Linked DNA regions of Mus musculus: region 2 is linked to region 1. Evidence: chromatin contacts called from public Hi-C data. All regions are on one chromosome and are shown on one strand. The core of a region is the stretch at or near the end of the contact, and the rest is flanking DNA. Distances in the headings are between cores, read along the strand shown. Region 1 overlaps Gm30507 (a long non-coding RNA gene). Region 2 has its middle 84 kb from the start of Gm30790.

Region 1 (3,410 bases), core at 709-3,208:
AAATACTGGAAAACTAGAGGACATGGGAAGACTTACTGTAGAACTATTTTTGCTTTACTTTTGGGGAAATAAATGGAAGGATGTATATTAACTCAGAGTGGATATGCCCTTTGTGTATGATTGAGCTTGCTCTGCTATATAGTCATATAGTTCATTGGTTGATGTAGGCAAACTATGGTTATGAACTTGACAAGCCCTAACATATACATGGTCATAGAGTGTGAGGTTTTTTCGGTGTCTCAAGGAACCTCAGCATATTAGGAACTGGGAAGAATCTTGTTGAGACTGTAGTATGGTTGTTTGAAAAAAATACAGTGCAGGGCTTAGTGGTCTTAAGGTATGCAGTAGACTTCCATGGTGAACTACTCTAAGCCAGGCTTCTGAAAACTATAGTGCTCTATTGTCTCGAGGTTCTTTGGAGTTGTTGGAAGCTACAGGCCACCTCTACAATCTGTAGGGTAACTCTTTGTTGCCTTTCCTGATTCTCTTATGGTTCTCCAGAAATTTTTGGTTGCCTTGGTTTGGGAGTGCACAACAATCTGTCTGTACTGTCACATTGTGTCTCTAACATCAGAGACACATTTATGGATAAGAGTACCAGAAATATTGGCGGAAGGGTCAGCCTACTCTAGTATGACCTCATCCTATTACAAATTACATCTGCAATGACTCTACTTCCAAGTAAGGTCATATTTCTGGGGCCCCAGGAGTTGGATTTTAATGCAAATTTTTAAGGAAAGTAGCAATATCATTCAAAAATATTAAATATGTGATGTCCAAGCACTCACTGTGTTTTACATTGAAGAAATGATTAGTGGCTTTGGAGAGCACTGAGATCAAACTCAAAGCAAAGTTCACAGCAGTGGCTTAGTGAGTGTCAAGTGGATAAGGGTCCCTGTGAACAAGAGAAGTGCATAATCCGAAGTCAACAGAACGCTGAGGATTTGAGAGTCTTTGAGAATCCTAGCTGCTCATCAGTGTACAGTGAAGGAGTCTTAAGGCAGCAAGTACATTTTCTTAGTGAAGTAATATAGAATGAAATGCTCTAGTTCACTAAAGTTTATATTTATATGGTTACTAACATAATCATGTGTTTGGTTATGTGCTTCCTGTCAACACAAACTCTTAGACTATTACAGTCAGTTCAAAAACACTTATACTGACGTAAGCTTATTGGGTTATATGAGAGTACATGTATACTCACATGTTTTTCCATACTTTATAGTATTCCCCAAGAGTCAAAACATTGCTCAGTTATAAAACGTAGCCAATTTGTCATAACACAGTGGTCTAGAAAGAGAAGGGCATTCACAGTTTATAATCTGAAAAGACTGCTTTTCCCTCAGAGTCTAGAGAAATCACTGGTTCATTTTTCTATGAGGAAGTCAAAGTTTGTTCAACATTTGGAGTTTCTGACTCTCTGTTTCTCATGCACAGGACCCTGGGTTCAGTTCCCAGAACTAAAGAAACAAAATTGAATCCCCTTTGTTCAAACTTGGCAAGACAAAGTAATTAGCAGTGCTTCCAGGTTGTTTTGTTTCCTAGTGTATCGTATATTTAAATATACTTTATGTGTTGTGGATGTTTTTCAGTGAAAATGGAATGTTTTTATAGGCAATTAGTATTTTCAATTAACTAATTGATATTAAAACTGTGTATAGAAGGTTGTTTGCTTCAGGATAGTATTGGGTTTCAATAATAACTTTTGATTCAGGAAAATTCTATACAAATGTGTTCCTATTTCCTTTTCCTAATCTCTCTTGAGAAAGCAAACACGAGTGAATATGTACTTAGCATTTGTTGGTGGGACGGAAGGACTGCTTGGCTCAACTTTGAACCTGGAGCATTTTTCTTTCTAAATCAATGAGTCTTTCCTGCTGAAAGCTCTACTGGTAGAGAGAGAAGCATTAGAGCCCAGAAGCAGGGGAAACCATCCTTGACAGGTTCAATGTTGCCCCCCTCAGGAGTGTCTATGCAATGGAACGTTGCGATCACCGCCCAAGGGTTTGAAGTGCTGAGGTGCAGTCAAACCTTTGAACTTAGGTTGAAAGAGCAAGTGAACATAAACAACACAGAAATCACTCTTCTCCATCTGAACTGGAGGCCGAAGAAAATGCTCTCTATTTGTGTGTGCAGAGCCAGCCTTGCCCTGAGGGGAAAGATGATTCTTTTGATAGCCTGGGAAGTAGCATTTTCTGTAAGAGAAGTTCTTAGGTTATAGGAACTTTCTGGTGACTCACACTAGCTGGCTTCTTCGGTTGAGCTGGGCAGCCCATAATCTCTTCGGGTTCAGCTTTAGGAAATTGCCCCCTAATGGGCTTTAGGTGACAGGCAGTGTCTGGACGTAGGAAGGGGAATTATTGTAGTTGACCCAGAATGGACATGGGACTTTGGAACCTCCTGGATAACATAGTTGCTTACCTTCTTGTTATCAGCCTGAAAAACTTAATCAAGTGACACACTTTTAGTCCCCTGACTGTCTCATGACCAACGGGAAGATCTTAGGCAAAGCTCAATCCAGGAAGATTGTCATAAAGTTTTCGACTGGACTCTGCCTCAGGAAAAGTTTAGCGTGTCCTGGCTTGCGTTCATAATGCTGACTCTGAGAGCTTAAGGTTTTGCCTTTTTTTTTTTTTTTTTTTGTGCCCTTTGTGGTGTTAGGAAGCAATCACAGGAATGCACACATGGTAGGAGATGTTCCGTCATGCAGGTGTATCCCTAGCCTGAAGGAGTAATGTGTTCTGGAATACAGTAAGTAACGTTCTTAAGCTCACGTACAGAACACCATGTAGCAGATTCATTCCTGTTTTTACAAAGGCTGTGGAATGGAGGAACCATAGACTTGCTAAAGGTTAGTGATGTCAGGAATGAGGAAAGACTTGTTCACGTGGAAGAGAATCTCATCCAAAGCTATGGCAATACTAAAACATTACTGTGGCAGCTCTCTCTTGCACGTCCACGCTTGCCCAAGTTTGCTAGGCAGAAGACCCTGGAGTCCATTTCAGAGGAACGTTTTGTGTTCACAGTGACATGGCTGTCACTCTTACAAAGCATCTGCTTTCTGTGCCATTAATCACACTTCTTTTACAAATATAATTAAATAGAAGTGATGACAAATTGGAGTAATGCTTTTATCTTAATAGTAGGCTTTAAGTATTTGGCTGATGCTATGATGTCTTTGTTAGACACGAGAAAGAGGATTATAATATACAAAGTCATGAAATATTTGTTCTATGCAAAGAAAGGAATCCTCAATCATTTTTATTTACATTCCTGTACAACCTGGGTCAGTCTGCCCCAGGAAATTCTCTTTTCTAGAGAAGTCTGCACACTGACCTCGTAGAGTAAACTTAGAGCATGGAACAAAGTCAGCCAAGGCTTTTGTTTGTTATGCATAATTATTGCCAGTT
Region 2 (2,981 bases), core at 276-2,775, 490 kb before region 1:
GTAAAAACAGGCTCACCTTAAGTTAACCAATCTTAAGAGCACATTGTAAAAATTAATTGTTATGTGAGGGATTGAACTTAATTTAAAAAATGCGGAGTAGGAAGTGGGTCATATTTTGTTACCTAAATTTTAATAAAGAATTATGTCACAAGAAGAAGAGCTGATAGATCAGTTAGTCCATTCAGAAGGCTTCTGCTAAAAAACAAACAAATAAATAAGACCTCAATCCAAATGCATAAGAGAATTCCATGAGACAGTGCTCCCAAAGATCCAAGATCCCATGCCCAGAAGTTCTCATTCAGTGGCGGTAAGAGTGGAGCGTTTCCTGACACTACTGTGTTTTGAAATCAGTTTGGATGACTATAAAGTGTAAAAAGGATTGAGACACAGTCTTCTTTAACCTGTCCTGACTGCTTAGTCACCTGAGGAGCCTATACAAACCCCAATGTCTGCATATATCTTCCCAAACGTTCTGATTTGAGGGATGGCCAGTTGAACCTATGAACACTTACCAGATGATTGCTAGTTAGAGACAGATTGAGAAGCCATGAGCTGGGCACTGAGGGGCCAAATACCAGGTCCTCAGTGAAATAATTAATGCAGAGGTGGGTGATCCATAGCCCCAAAGACAGTTCCAGGGTGTTAGTGTGATCTGAGAGTATTTACATCCACCAAGTTTGTAAGTTAGGCTCCTGATGGTTCCCAGGTAGTGATGTTGAGAACCTCTGACTCAAACAAAAATATTTTTGAAGTGGATTACTCTCCTTGTTATCTCCATGTACCGTAACCTCAGCTTAATACACTCAATATTCTTCCTCAGCAACATCATAACATGCACATTTTTGTTATTTAGTTATGAGGACTAGTGAGTCCACACTAATGCTACTAGTTAAAAGTTAACTCCTTCACTCTCCACCCTACTCTCCATTTTATTTTTCTTTTTGGTAATTTCAGTTCCTGAGAAATTTGAAAAAAAATTGCTAAGGATTCTTAATTTGATCCTATGCAAACAAGAGTTAAGGTCCTCTGAACTACAGTAAGTGATTATTAAAAATTATATAAGCAGAAAGGACTAGGAGGAACTTAGAAAATGCCATTGTATAAATCATAATAAAAAAGAAAGTTAAGGTCGTGTTGACCCACAGTGTTAAGGGAACACTGTCTACTAAACACAAAAGGAAACAAATTGTCCCATTTCGTTTGTCCAGTGGTTGCAAATGAAAGAGGATATTTTGAGGAACGGGATTAATAAAATAGTAAAATAAATAGAAATAAAAGCTGGTAATTAAAGATGTAATGTAATTCAAACCCGGGCTAAACAATGGTACTTCTTGCTTGATTCTACTTCTTCTTAATCACAGAAATAACACACCCTCCAGGCTGTGTTCCCTCTTATTTGTCATCTCATAAAGGAACATAGCCAGTTTGAAAAGCCCAGCCCTCCAAAAGAGGTTCACCTTTTCACCCCAATCTTCGTCGTCGCCTGGCTTAGCCAGAGAACATTGGCAGCTGCACCGACTCCCACATGTCAGGTCTTGGCCACACCACATCCTTTGTCTTTCTCTGTGTCAGGTTCCCTCAACCCTGATCGGCTGTCAATAAGGGAAGTGAGTCAGAGAGGACCCAGGAACAGTGCTGTCAAGCAGAGGGTACATAGAGATCTTTCCCAGAAAGCAGTTAGGTTTGCAGGTTGACTCTCCGTTCACTTAATGGTGTTTTTATCCCCCACTCTCCCACCCCTGCAAATAAAAATACTTTTAGTTATGCATACTCAAACTGAGGTTTGGGGGGGGTGATATTGGAAAGAATATTAACAGAATAAACAGCAAGGCATTTCAAACATAAGTAAAACTTCCATAAGTTTCATTAAATAGATGCAACAATAAAAGGGGAACCTGACAGTTGCACTAAACATTAATAGTTCAAATCTACTGCATTATCATTAAGATATAATAGATGTGGTATTACTCACATTTGTCAGATGCATAAATTGCATTAAGGGGAAGTCCAGTATCAGATAGTCTCATTTTTGTTGGCAATGGGACTAGGATGGGAAGGCCCATATCTCCATTTCTGACTTTAGTCACTTATTCTCTGGAGATAGTATCAGAATATAGAAAGCAGAATATGAAGTACTATTCAGTATTTCAAAATTACTTTTCCAGGCAATTCTTCAAAAAACCTGACATGGAGGTAAAATATATAAAGCATTTGCTAAATGCCAAACAGGAGCCCCTTTGGAAAAGAATATGTCAAGTTTCAATACTCAAGAGCTCAAGCATAGCCCCATCCCCATGACCCGGGAATCCCACTCCTGATTAGGTATTCAAAGAGAAGTAAAAAATATGTACATGCAAAGATGTATATATAGATGTTCTTAATACCCTGGAAGTAAAAACAGTGGAAATGTTAATCAGTGATGGTTGACCAAAGAAAGTCACGTGGTTGTCATGATGGGTTTGATGGAGGATCAAAGTTTAGGAGAGATGCTCTGAGCAGGCTGGGAACTGAGATCTCAGTATTTCACTGACATGAAGTCTTTACATGGAAGGACATAGTCCCTGCACATAAAGAGCATCAGAATTTGTTCGGGGTTGTTAGTACTTTCTTTTCTATCTTCTCATCTGGGTTTTTAGCTGACATCTACCAACTGTACACATTCCTGGGACACTGTGTGGAATACATGCGTTTCATGTATAATGATCAGTTCTGTAGTAAATATAATTGTTAACATTTTTCCACTTCTTTGTGCTTCTTCTAATTTTTCTTTCTCTGGTACTTTCTGAAACATTTGATACATTCTTGAGAACTGTATGTACCCTGTATGAAAATGTACTCATCTTCTCTCACTCTCTTGGTGCTTAGCCAATCTTTCTCTTCCACCACCTCAATAACCTTTTTTAGCTTTAGAGATCACTACCATGCCCTCCGCTCCTGTGAAATCAACTTTTGTGTCTTCCACCTGGGACTGAGAACAAGTA

What was found. Hi-C and Micro-C count contacts between places; a contact is called where the count stands out from the background.
Region 2: a contact with region 1 is called in a Hi-C map of uterus. The contact joins two enhancer-like sites. A contact is called at or near these places in 8 of 484 Hi-C or Micro-C datasets (the G1E-ER4 cell line, the P5424 cell line, embryonic stem cells and 2 more) and 1 of 9 other capture datasets (embryonic stem cells).

The regions. Positions count from the first base shown.
Region 1 is chr16:76,200,934-76,204,343 of GRCm38.p6, reverse strand. All of the region lies in intron 2 of Gm30507 (a long non-coding RNA gene), which reads left to right. Among named protein-coding and RNA genes, the nearest start is that of Gm30507, 47 kb to the left of the region's middle. Within about 2 kb of position 1,958, at least 58 of the 459 cell types and tissues checked have an H3K27ac peak or open chromatin away from gene starts, as enhancers often do. A contact at or near this core is called in uterus, where this site is marked.
Region 2 is chr16:76,693,670-76,696,650 of GRCm38.p6, reverse strand. No RefSeq gene overlaps it. Among named protein-coding and RNA genes, the nearest start is that of Gm30790, 84 kb to the left of the region's middle. Within about 2 kb of position 1,525, at least 42 of the 459 cell types and tissues checked have an H3K27ac peak or open chromatin away from gene starts, as enhancers often do. A contact at or near this core is called in uterus, where this site is marked.